Regions from separate parts of the Mus musculus genome. Here region 2 is linked to region 1. The links are chromatin contacts, called in public HiChIP or PLAC-seq maps. All regions are on one chromosome and are shown on one strand. The core of a region is the stretch at or near the end of the contact, and the rest is flanking DNA. Distances in the headings are between cores, read along the strand shown.

The links. HiChIP or PLAC-seq counts read pairs in DNA pulled down with a chosen protein or histone mark.
Region 2: a contact with region 1 is called in an H3K27ac HiChIP or PLAC-seq map of embryonic stem cells, with 10 read pairs. The contact joins the enhancer-like site here to the promoter of Klhdc7a in region 1. A contact is called at or near these places in 8 of 39 promoter capture datasets (cranial neural crest, frontonasal cranial neural crest, liver and 4 more), 1 of 15 datasets of contacts at CTCF or cohesin (embryonic stem cells), 3 of 484 Hi-C or Micro-C datasets (the N1E-115 cell line, embryonic stem cells and nephron progenitors), 7 of 115 datasets of contacts at active chromatin or transcription factors (astrocytes, embryonic stem cells and neural progenitor cells) and 3 of 9 other capture datasets (adipose tissue, liver and pancreatic islet).

The regions. Positions count from the first base shown.
Region 1 is chr4:139,966,444-139,973,224 of GRCm38.p6, reverse strand. Klhdc7a (kelch domain containing 7A) reads left to right here and starts at 5,199. Exons shown (of 1, transcript NM_173427.2): 1 at 5,199-6,781. The coding sequence starts at 5,591. Mir2139 (microRNA 2139) reads left to right here and starts at 5,605; the gene lies at 5,605-5,699.
Region 2 is chr4:139,998,156-140,004,334 of GRCm38.p6, reverse strand. No RefSeq gene overlaps it. Among named protein-coding and RNA genes, the nearest start is that of Klhdc7a, 33 kb to the right of the region's middle. Within about 2 kb of position 2,089, at least 15 of the 459 cell types and tissues checked have an H3K27ac peak or open chromatin away from gene starts, as enhancers often do. A contact at or near this core is called in adipose tissue, embryonic stem cells and pancreatic islet, where this site is marked.

The DNA.
Region 1 (6,781 bases), core at 3,950-6,449:
GCCAAGCTTTTGAAACACTTCCCGGGCACCCTTTTGCCAGCTGCAGTGTCCTTTGCCTTCTCCAGAGTCCTGTCTCTGACCTGTGCTCACGTGAGACATAAGCAGCCCATGGCCCATGGTCTGTATAGGTGAAGGGTCCGAGATCAAAGAGAAGACTAACCTCCACATGACACCGTGAATGAGAAACCATCCTTGCCTCCTAGGAGCCTCAACATCTTCATCATGAAAATGGGTTGATAGGTCCTGGGTTGATGGCTCAGTTGGCACAGGGTTTATTGAGCAAGCACGTGGACCTGAGTTCAGATCCTCACTGCCCATGTAAAAATCCTGGTGCGGTGGCCTGGTCCTGTAATCCCAGGGCTGGGGAAGCAGAGACAGGAGGACCCTGGGGGCTCACTGGCCAGCCAGCCTAGCTAAATCAGCAAACTCCAGGTTCAGTGAGAAACCCTGTCTATAAATAAATAAATAAAGTGGAGACTGGGGGAAAAAAACAGACTTTGATTCCTGGGGGCTCTGAATGTTTATACACACACACACACACACACACACACACACACACAGAGAGAGAGAGAGAGACAGAGAGACAGAGACAGAGACAGAGACAGAGACAGAGACAGAGAGAAACAGAGAGAGACAGAGAGGCAGAGAGAGAGACAGAGAGACAGACAGAGACAGAGACAGACAGAGACAGAGAGACAGAAACAGAAGAGACACAGAGAGAGAGAGACAGATAGACAGACAGACAGACAGAGCACTGTAAGTTTTCCACTGTGATCAGACGGTGAACATCCACTACTCTGACCCCCACATCATCTGACTTATGTCCCCTGACCCTACACAGCCCCCAATGGTTATGAACCATCTCCCCAGCACTGCCTCCTCCTGTCCTACCTAGGGTGTGTCTAGCCTAGGAGCCACTGAATGTATGCAAGTGAATGTGGGTGAGTGAGTGTGGGATGTGTGTGGCAATGTGAGATATGATGGGTCATAGTGTACGAGTGTGTGTGAGACCAGTCGTGTGTGATTGTGTGCATGATTTTCCATGTAGGGGTGTTGGTATATGAGAAAAAGGTGTGAGAGAGTATTGTGTGAATTCACATGTACAGAAGTGTGAGAGTGTGGTTGTGTGAGGGTGCATGAGTGTGTCAGAGTACATCAGTAGTAAGCGTGATGTGAGTGTGTAAGATTGTGTAAGTGTGAATGACTGTGTGATTTTATGTAGTTCTGTTGAGTGTGCTTGTTGGAGAGACTGCATATATTTGAGTGTGAGAACGTGTGTCACTGTGTATGTATAAATTATGTCACTGTGTGTGTGTAAGTGTATGAGACTATGTGTGTATACATTGAAAAGAGTGTGTATGAATGTGTGTTGATGTGAATTTGTGTGTGAATTTGAGCATATAAAATTATCTGTATGTCACTGTGGCCGTGTGTTGGCTTTTGACTGTGTGTGTGTGTGTGTGTGTGATCTTATGCACCTGTGAAAATTTCGTGTGTTAGTGTGACTATGATCACATGTGAGCCCCTGTGTGAGTCAGAGAGTCTGAGAGTGGGATGTGTGAGTCTGTATGAGTGTGATTATAAGTGTGTGATTGTGTTTGGTGGTGTGTGTGCATGTGTGTCAATGTGAATATGTGTATATGAATATGCATGTATTTGAGGGTATTTACCTGAATATGGATATGAATTTGTGAGTGTGTATGAAGGTGAGTGTGTGTGTGTACACGTACACTCTCACACATGTGCTAGTGTGAATGTTGAATGTTTGTGTGAGAGATGTTTGTATGTATGAGTGTATAAGTATGTAAGCATGTGAGTTTAAGCCTTAACATGTGTGAATGGTGTGTGGCTGAGTGTGAGTTTGTGTGTGTGCAAATGTTTGACTGTATGAGGGTGTGAGAATATGGTTGCATGCCTGTGTTCTGAGACAGCCTCACCATGTAACCTAGGCTGGCTTTGAACTCACTTGATTCTGTCCCCTTAGTGCTAGGATTCCTAGAGTGAATCCCCAAACCTGGTCCATTTCAGCATCTCAAGACCCAGGTAGGGCAACTGGGTGCAAGGCTCTGGGTTCAGTTACCAGTCCTCAAAACTGACCAATGAGGAAACATGCTGGGCAGGCCAGGCTGAGTCCTGCAGTTGGGGAGCCATTCTGGAACACAGAGTACCCACGGCCCAGCCCATGGCCAGATGAGCTTGTCCCCAAGACACACCCCGTGTACGTGTGGAAACCAAAACCACGATAGATGTGGCTGGGCATCTTCCTAGTGAGGAGGAGGCTCCAGCCCAGCCTGCCCAGCCTGAATTTCAGCGCCTGCTGACAGAGCAGACTACACTCTCTAGGCTTCAGTCTCCCCAACAGTCAAACCAGGAGAAACTCATTTCTGATCTTTGTGTACCTTCCCTCATGGATACCGGTACACCAAGGCACACTTTTGAGCAGTAAGAAGGCACAGTCTGCCACATGGAAGCATTTGTGCGTTAAAGGGGCACAAGTTTTCCTTGTCTCTCCAGTGTTCCCCCTCCTTGCTCTCTACAACCACCCTCCTCAGCCTTGGGCTCTCTATTCAACCTCTCGGTCTCTTGTGGTTGTCACCATGGGTAGAAACCCTACTTTGGGATGCTGATCTAGGTCTAGCGAGGGTCCCTCCAGATGCAAATCTGACCACCCAGCATGGGCCTGATGATCTGCATGGCATCCATCTAGGGCTCTGCCTTCCTCTGGGACCACCACGAGAATTCTCCATTTATCCTGCCTGAGCACGCAGGAGACCAGATTGGTGTCGGGCAGGCACATTCAACAGACGCCCAATATAGACATTCAATTATCTTTTAATTTTGTTTCTATCTTCATTTGTTTATTTCAGTTTCATTTAAACAGAGACTTTTCAAAAGAACCTGTAATTTATGGCATGTAGGTAGCATTTGTTCACCTGCAGATGTAATGAGACCTGGGCTGGAGCCTAAGCTAGAATCCTAATACTCTGCCATGGAGACACTGCCTGCCCCCAGGGACCCCAGAGCCTGCAGTCTGCCTTCTGCGCTTCTCTGTATGAATCCTGACTTCTGATCTTCCAGCTTTGCAATGGTTAGCTTCCCCTTCCCCCTCCATGCTCTGACCTTCCTGGAAACCCCCCAGAGTAGACACTCCCCCTCCACTTGAGGACCACAAACTCCCTTCCCTTGGCTGCATTCTCTGCTCTGGTGGCCTCCCTGTAACAGAGGAAGGATAAAGCCACATTTCAAACATTAACACGCAGACTCTTGAGAGGTGGGGACCTCCATTTTAGGGTTCCCAGAGGGGTCTGTGAGCATCCGCTGTGCCCAGCAGCCCACCTGACTCAGCTGACATCCCCTCCCTTACCGGCTCCAGCCTGTATTATCCAGGTCGGCTAGGAGTCAGTCCTGCAGTTCTTGCCCAGGGCCTTTGGTTATAAGCAAGTAGTAAGGATTGGAAGAAGGGCTGAAAGAAGAGACTGGAGAAGGAGAAGCTGGTTTGAAAGGGCAAGGAACTCAGGAAGGCGGCCATGGAAGGGGCCTGTCTTAGTCAGGGTTTCTATTCCTGCACAAACATCATGACCAAGAAGTAAGTTGGGGAGGAAAGGGTTTATTCGGCTTACACTTCCATGTTGCTGTTCATCACCAAAGGAAGTCAGGACTGGAACTCAAGCAGGTCAGGAAGCAGGAGCTGATGCAGAGGCCATGGAGGGATGTTCCTTACTGGCTTGCCTCCCCTGGCTTGCTCAGCCTGCTTTCTTATAGAACCCAAGACTACCAGCCCAGAGATGGTCCCACCCACAAGGGGACCTCCCCCCTTGATCACTAATTGAGAAAATGCCTTACAGCTGGATCTCATGGAGGCATTTCCTCAACTGAAGCTCCTTCCTTTCTCTGTGATAACTCCAGCCTGTGTCAAGTTGACACAAAACTAGCCAGTACAGGGCCCAGGGAGGTTTGGAGTTTGACTGGACCTAGACGGCTGGAAAGATCCCCACCGGCAAAGATAAGGAGGCCTGGCCTGCAGGAGTCAACAAAGTAGGGCACACTAGACTGCCACATGCAGAAGGGTAAACTGAGGCTGTTGGGTGGAGGCTCACACACATAAGGACCTCCTAAGGGGATCCCAGGAGGCCAGCAAGATGACACTCCAGTCAAGCAAGGTGGCCTGAGTTCAACCCTCAGGATTTGCACGGCAGAAGGAGAACAGAATCCTTGGGCTGTCCTCTGATGTCACATGTGCCTATGTGTATTACCCACACATGCACTTGCACACACACACACACACACACACACACACACACACACACACACACACACACACACACACACACACACACAAATATAACAAAAAAGTTTAGAGTTTTCCCAAGGCCAGAACCCTCAGAACCAAGTTCCTGGGCCTTCAAATTGGATCGTCCTTTCACTTTGCAACCTGAAGACAACCTTTAAAAAGTGGAGCGTGTGCGTTGGGCATCTCGGCAGCTGAGGACCTGAATCCTGGGCACAGATGGAGGCTTACCCAGAGCAGGCCTGGGCCCCCACTCTTGCTCAGTGACTTTACCTCCCTTAAAACTGTGACCTCAGCACCCACCCTTGAGAACCAGTAAAAAAACCTGCACATGGGGGAGATAAAAACAGCCAAGCCTTGCTGAGCTTTAGCAACAACATGGGGCTTCATGCATGTTGACTACTCTACCTGATGAGCTAATGATGCGGTCACCCTCTGTCTCTCGCCACTTTTCAGGCAGGCACAGAGAAGTAAAGTTACTTGCCCAAGGTCACACAGCTGGTGAACGGCAGATTTGAGTCTGGGGTCCACAGTGCTGATGTGGGTTGGGGGTTGTGAGGAGTCACTCCTCCACAGGCCTCTTTTCCTATGAGGTTGGCTCATCATGAAGAGGAGGCAGGGTCTCTAAGGTCTCATTTTGTCTGGGTGCTAAGGTCTTGTATTTCCTGGCTGCTTCAGCAAAGCTAGTTTCTCTTCAACTTGTTGAGTAGAGGAGGAGGGCAGAGGCAGCCAAGGGCCCAGTCAGGTGGCTTGGCCGCCAGCCCAGGCCCAGCGTCCTCACTGTTTCATTGCTTGGCTGGTTAAAAGCTGACCCCTCAGTTAGGGCCAAGGCCATCCCCATACGCCTGTTAACTGTGGCTCCACCTGCTCCGGGAACCAAGGCAAAAGCTGCCCCAAGCTTCCAACCTAAGGATTTGCAAAAGAGAAAATAAACACCCTCACACACAGACCAACAGTGTGGCTTCTAGGCATCTGGTGACAGTTCTGCTCAGAGATTCCTTCCTCTTTGAATCCCTGTTGGACACTCCCTCCCACCAGGGGCTGCAGGTGACTGATCTGAAGCTCGGGCCCCTCCAGTCGGGACCCTCCCTCCTTTCAGGCAAGGATCCAAAGAGGCCAGCTGCAACCTTAGCCATCCCCTGCCCCATTGCCGACTCAGTGGACTCAAAGTCACCTCTGCTCCAGCAACCGCTGGCCAGATCCGGCTAGGGACTCCCTCCCACTCCACAGCAGGATCCAGGAACTGGTCCCTATTGGGCAATCATTAATCGGATTCTTGGCATTCCTCTGTCCCTGGCCAGCATGCTCCCCACTGGAGAAGGAGCAGAGGGCCAGGACTGGCATTTGGACATGCAGCTGCCCAGCAAGGTGGTGCTGTCCGCAGCTGCGCTGCTCCTGGTAACTGCGGCTTACAAACTCTACAAGTCCAGACCTGCCCCAGTCGGGCAGGCAGGGAGAAACAACAAGGACCACAAAGCAGAAAATGAAACAGAGGCCTTGGGACAACTTGCCTTCCAGGAGGCTCCACCGGGGACCCTGCCAAGGGGTCGAAGACGCAGGAAGGCCAGCAAGGGGGCTGGGACCTCACTGGACTACAGCTTGGTGGATCCAGAAGACCCCTGCATCCTGGACATTTCCAGGTCTGAAGAGGCCACAAGAAAAGGCTCTGATGAAAGTCAGGGCAGGCAGTGTCCAGACTCTCAGCAGGTGCCTCCTCCCTGTGGTGGCCAGGAAGCCGGAACAGATGTTAGAGGTAAGCCCAACCCTCCCCACCTCCCTCATTCAGGCTGTGAACCTACGAGCTCCTCAGGCAGACTTATCCCAGGAGTGGGTGGCAGCTGTGTGGGTGACAAGCTCTCTCCATGGCCAGACAGCAGACCCCCAGAGGAAACAGGATCTGGGGACCTGGAAGCCCCCAACGGTTGGACTGATCTTACACTGGTCAATGGTGACATGAACCAGAGTTGGATCTTCACCCACATGACAGGGGTCAGCAGGGGAGAGGCCGGGGTCCTCCAGGCTGCTGCAGACATGGGCTTGGCCACGCAGCAGCAGGAAGGAGCCACCAACGCCTCCCATACTTTCTCATCTGTGGCCCGGATCCGGATGGAGGAGAATATTATACAAAAGGCAGAGGGACCAGGGCTGAAGGGCAGAGTATATGACTATTTCGTGGAGTCCACGTCGAAGGCTGACTCCAGGCCAGTCCCCTGCCCAGCAGCTCTGGCTGATGCTCCATCCCCTGGGCCTGGACCAGAGCCCCTTGTCACTGGAGCAGCCTCCAGAGACGAAGCCGCTAACACAGCCGGTGGTGGTGCATCTGAAGCAGCATCCCCACAGCCTGTGGCATCCCCATCTGCACCGGGCTTCAGCAGAAAGGTGAGCCTCCTGCAGATCGCTGAGAACCCAGAGCTCCAACTGCAGCCTGAAGGCTTCAGGATGCCCCTTCCTGCCCACCTGGACCAGAGAGCCCAACTCAGCTCAGCCTGCAGC
Region 2 (6,179 bases), core at 840-3,339, 34 kb before region 1:
CCAATGGGGAAGCGGGTGTCTCATTGGTCAAAACTGCCTCATAGCATAGCCTTGGCTAGACCAATGGGGGAGTGCTGCTAACAACTCCAAGTGTTTTCCCACGCAGTCCCTCTCAGAGTCCTGAGAGGATTGGTGACCCACTTTCCACAAGGCAGCGGAGAGTCACTGACCAGGTGCCCATCTGCCCAGGACTTCTCTCTCTTCCCTGGCTCTCTCCACACTATCTCAGCGCACATCCAGAAACACGTCCTTGCTCCCTGGAGCTTCTCGGATCCATCCTGAGAAACTGGGAGGCAGGAACAGAGCCCTAAGTGGGAATCCGGAGCAGGGACTGGATTCTGCCCTGTCGTTCCCTGGAAGAGCCAGGGAAGAGTGAGCAAGGCGCTGGGGAGAACTCCAGCTACCCTGAGCCTACGGGGCAGAGGCTAGCCAGGCTTCTCGTAGGGACCTGACTGCCCACCCAACAGATCAAATCACACAAGAACGCCTCCGAGTTTGGGACGAGCCTGCACCCACCCTCAGTTTCCCCAGACTGATGCAGGTGTACTCAGAGCTCTCTGGCCCCACGCTGATCCCTCCCTTGCTTTCCCCCTTTGCTTTTCTATTTTTACTTCGTATGCAAATCTCCCATCAGACCTAAGCAAAGCATGGAGGAAGTGGGCCAGCGCACAGGATAGGACAGCACGGCAGATTGCAGCCGCGTACTCTGGTAAACACGATCTAATTGCTTTTTCCAATGGGGAAAGTGGTGGGGGCCCGGCTCAGAAAGAACACATTACCAGTCAGCTGTGTCAGGCCAAGGAGGAGGGTAGGGCTGGACCACGATCTGGGGAAGGGGTCATGGGACATGAGGGGTGACCCTGGTGACAGTCCCTGTCATTTGGACCAAAGGCACAAGGTGGTGCTGAGAGCTGGTTGACCAGTTCTCTCGTGCATTTTTACTTGAACCAGCATTGCACCGGGCTGTGGCTCAGTTGGTAGAGTGCCCACCTAACATGCACAAAGTCCTGGGTTCAATCCCTGACACAGCATAAACCAGGGATGGGGTACAGGCCTGTCAGTCTAGCTCTAGGGAGGTGGAGGCAAGGGGATCAGGGGTTCAAGATCATTTACACATCCTGGGCTACATCGGCAATGGCAATACCCCCCCCCCCATCTACCCTGTCCTGATTGAAAGTGCTGAAGGCAGAGACAAGAGTAATTGTCTGCCCAGATCCTGTGGGCCCAGACTCAACAAGCCCTCATGTGTGAGGATCTAACTTGGTATGAGTTCCTCGGTAAGGCTGAGATTAAGACCCAGGCCTGCCTGATGCCAGTGACTGTGCCTTTGAGCTAAAGAACACCGATAAGCTACAGGGTCCCTGGTACTATTGCACGTGTCTAAGTAACAACAGATCCAAGTGCTCATTAAGCACTTATTACCTGCCAGGCCCCAGGCGAGGGATAAGACAGAGCTGGTGCTCTTTAGAAGGCCAGCATCTAAGACAAGGGGACAGGAACCTTTCGTGGATGAGGAAGCTGAGGGAGAGCGAACACCTCGCAGAAGCCAACGTCCTGAGGAACAGGGGTTCAGAGGTCTGTCTCACAGGATAGGTGACTCCGGTGAGGAACCCGTTCATCAGCCGCCACCCCCACATGCCACCCTAAAGCCTGGACGGTGTCCACGCCACCGGCTTGCTCAGCCTCAGTGGGCACTACAGTCCGAGGTAGAACGAGAAACCATCAAGCTCGGAGCACGTGCAGGCCCTGCTCAGAGCTCCGGCTGCCCATTTCTTCAAATCTTGTCACCATCCTCATTACTGTGGAGGCTGCGGGGACTTTGGGGCCAATCCTACTTCTGCCAGTTCTGAGTTAATCCTGGCATGGACAGGGGCCGGTCGCTTCTCTAGAGTGAGCAGCCTGTCCGGGACAGGAGATAGGAGGAAGGAGTGCCTGATCTCAGCCTCTGTAACAGAGCTAAGACGGTGCTGCGCCTACCCCCAGTGCTCCAGGGGGTTCATCTAAACGTGATTAAACAACCATTAGGGCTCTGCGGTTGGGAAATGCAGATTTACAGACTTGCAGACCTCCATTTAAATGCAAATGTCGCTGGTTGGCTGGAACTCGATGCTTCTCTCTGCATTAAAGGCGTCACCTTCCTTTGCCCCTGTATTGCTTCTGAGAGGCTCAATCACCTTGAGCCCGAATGAATCCCAGAAGACCAGGACCCCACCACCCATCCCGTCCTCCACCAGAGCCAGGTACAGGCAGGGTCAGGACCTCAAATGGAGGCTCTGTCTCTCCTTGTCCATTCACGCCCTGCCTGACTGGCTCCCCGGGCAGGGGTTACCCTCTGGCACATAGCAGCAGGTCCCTCAAGGGACTTCCATGAGTTGTCGCCCAGAAAATAGTCACTAATCAAAGCAGAGAACCCCTACCAAAGGCGGGCAAAGAACACAGTGGCCTTGTTGACCACACGAAGAATGCTCTCCTCCTTCCTAGACTTTACAAGACAGAATTTGGAGTCATCCCACACATTCAATTTTTTTTTAATTCAGTGCTAGGACTCCAGAGGAAAGCCGAGGCTCCACACTCACTAGGTGGGCGCCCCACCACTGAGCTCCGGGGCCCCACACTCACTAGGCGATGCCCCACCACTGAGCTCTGTGGACCCACACTCAGTGGGTGGGCGCCCCACCACTGAGCTGCATGCCCACCTTTGAAAGAGAATGTGAGAACAGGAAGGTGAAGAACCATCAGAATCCACTCAGGCGGATCAAAGCCTGGGTCAGGACTTGAACCCAAGTCTGCCTGGTTACCCAAACCACTCAGTTCCCTTTCTGGGCTCTACTCCTAGGCTCCTGTGTGGCCTTTGTGAACAACTTGCCCTCTCTGGGCCTCTGCTGTCGGATCTAAAAATGGAGAAAATAGAAAAAGCAAACAGAACAGGTTCCAGGAAGTAGGTAGGACAGCCTGAGGAGGGGACACCACACTACAAAGTCCTTCATAGCCGAGCCTGCAAGTGGAGACTGTTTATGGCTGTGTACTGGCTGTGTGAGGTAAGGGAGGCAGCAGGGGGTACCACCGACCATGACCAGGAGAGTGACTGTGACTAAGTACCTGCACCCGAGTACCTGGGTGCTGTGCTTAGTCACTCCACATACTCTCAGTTCCTCCTCTGGGCATCCTTGCCAAGTTGGCTTTTAGAATTACTACATGTGTTCCATGAGGCAATCACGAAGGAGGAGCGAGTCAGGCCAAAGGTCACATATGGCCACCGCTGTCCCTGAGGAAGCATACCCAAGGCTGCATGCAGACTGTGGCCAGGCTCCTCACACCCCAGTCCCCAGCCTGTTGCTTTCTCTGACCCTGACCTTTCCATCTGGGTGACCAGATGAACCATGACTTGGGGTTCTCAGAGCATTTCCCATGTGCCCAAGGCTGGCCCAGGCATTAGACAGAGGTAGGACAGTGTTAGCCAAGGCTATGCCCTTCTGTACAACACCTCCATTTCAGCTGGACGGTGACAATTCTTTGGTTTTACAACTGATGTAACTTCTCTAGGTTGCTGTTCCCCTACCCTACCCTATCAGACCCCCAGCAATGGCCAGGGAAGAGGGATACTTACTTATTCACCCCCAGACATTGGTTGCCCCTGGCAGCAGCATCCAACTGCAGGCCAGAAAGAAAACTTGTCTATTTCTGTCCAATCCACCTGCTTCTGCCTATAAGTACCCCAGCATGCGAACAGAAGTGGGTTCTGGTGCTCATCGAAGAGACCCGTCCCCAGGGCAGTCTTTCCTCTGAATGGCTGTCAGTCTTTCCATCTCCTGTCTGTCCTTCCTTCTAGCTGACCTAAAAGGGGAGGTAGCAGGCTTTTTGTTTTTTGGGTTTTTTTGGCAAGCTGAGATGAAGTCCCAGGGAGCGGGCTGTACTGTCGTTCAGGCACAGAATCAGGACAGTCAACCAAATTTGGAGCCAACCATAGAGACCCAGGGAGCCACGAGTGGGATCTACTGAGAAGAAGCTTTTCTTCCACAGGCTGAGACGGCTCCAGTGAGCCTGGACTCCAGCTGGCTCCCAGCGTTTTCTCTCTGGCCTCCTGGAGACTTGCTCTCTCAAGACTTGCAGGCGGGGAATGGATCCCAGTGTCCCCTGGCACCAGGACTGCTTGCACCCTGAAATATGCCTGGTTGAGCCCCAGCAGTGCCAGCGAAGGGAGAGGCCAATGGCGGCCGCTGGTTATAGACTCTTTCATTCCTCCCCAGCTCACATGTCCCCAACTTATTCACCTCTGGTCTTTGATCATGGCCGTGGGATGACTAGTGATGGAACCTCCAGCATAAGAGAAGCCAGGGCCAGCTCTGTCCACGGACACTACCATCCCCTGGGACAGCAGTTCCCAACCTGTGGGTCGTGACATTTACACAAAGGTCACCTAAGACCATTGGAAAACACAGACATTTACATTATGATTCATAACAGTAGCAAAGTTAGTTATGTAGTAGCAATGAAAATAATGTTACGGTTGGAGGTCCCCACACCATGAGGAACTGTGCTAAAGTAGCATTAGGAAGGCTGAGAATCACTGGTCTAGGGCAAGGGGCAAGTTTCAGCTGATGGGGAAAGAGGTCAGAGGCCCTGAGTTAGTCTCCATGCCCAGGTCTAAGGGGCCCTGTCTGTTGGCATAAGACTAAGGGCTTCTGACAGCCATCAACTCACGTTGCAACCCTGAGCATTGGACCTCAGTTTACTCATCTCTTTGATGGGTAGAGAGGTAACTCATTCTACTGAATGGGATGCCCTGAGCAGGCGCTGATCAAGACTATGAGCAGTGTCACCATTAGGAAGAAACAAGAGGACTTTGAAGGGCAGGAGAGAGAGAGGGAGAGGGGTACAAATGAGGAAGGAGCTGGGCAAGGAAGGCTGCAGGCTGATGACAGAAGGCAGAGGCAGGTGAGTGCATACTAAAGAGGGGGACCAGATGTGTGCCCATCAATCAGCTTTTATGTCCCCTGCCCTCCCCTCCCCGCCCTGCCCCGCCCCTCCCCACTCCTTGGATATTTGGGAAGGACACGGGGTAGGAGACTGGGCCCTGGGCTCCTTTGTTTGAGGTTTTCGAGGTGAATTATGCAGGAGGCTTCAGTTGAGGGCCTGGGAGCACTTCATTATTGATGAGAGACAGCGGATCCTCTGCTGACAGCCTGCCTGAAAGATATGATTAGCTTGTAAAATATTAATCACCGTTCTGGGGAGGACATGGATTAAAGCCCCCAAGGAGTGGTATTATCGATGGTCCCTAATTTCAGGGGACTTTGAAAAGGTTTTAGCGTAACTTGGAGGAGACAATTAAATTCAATTAGAATCACTGGAGCTGAAATGTCACTCCCTCCTGGAGGGAGGGCTGGGATGAGGGGGTCTCCCCCACCCACTGGAGGGTTTCTGTCTTTGCTCAGAGAGCTAGTTCACCCTTATCTGAGACCTCAACTTCCACCCAAACTCCAGCTGGGGCTTCTCCCCAAAAGGCCCCAACTTCTCCCCGAAAGGCTGGCTAATTTTTAGCTTGACACAAGCTAGAGTTATCTGAAGGAGGGAACCTCAATTGGGGAAATGCCTCCAGAAGATCTGGTGATAGGACATCCTTTTAATTAATGATTGGTGAAGGAAGGTCCAGCTCATGGTAGGTGGTGCCAGCCCTGAGTTGGTGGTCCTGAAGTCATATAAGAAAGCAGGCTGAGCAAGCCATGCGGAGCAAGCCAGTGAGCAGCAGCACCCCTCCATGGTCTCTGCATCAGCTCCTGCCTCCAGGTTCCTGCCCTGTTTGAGTTCCTGCCCTTATTGCGTTTGATGATGAACTGTTCTATGGAACTATGAGTGAATTAACCCTTCCCTCTCCAGGTTGCTTTAGTCATGGGGTTTCAGCACAGTTTTAGAAACCCTTGACTAAGGGCACCAACCAACTACCTGGATGCTGTCTCTATGAAGCACCTGGGATATGGCAAAGCCACCCCCAGGTCATCCCATATGATGCTGAACCAGCTATCTCCAACCACGTATCCTAGTACTGGGCCCTTCCCCCAGTTTGAAATGCCTGTGAAAGAGACCTAGAAACAGCCAGGCATCTCAATGCACACAGTTAATTCCAGCACCCAAGAAGACAGAGAAATGCGGGAGGCAGGTATATTTCTTTAAGTTCTAGG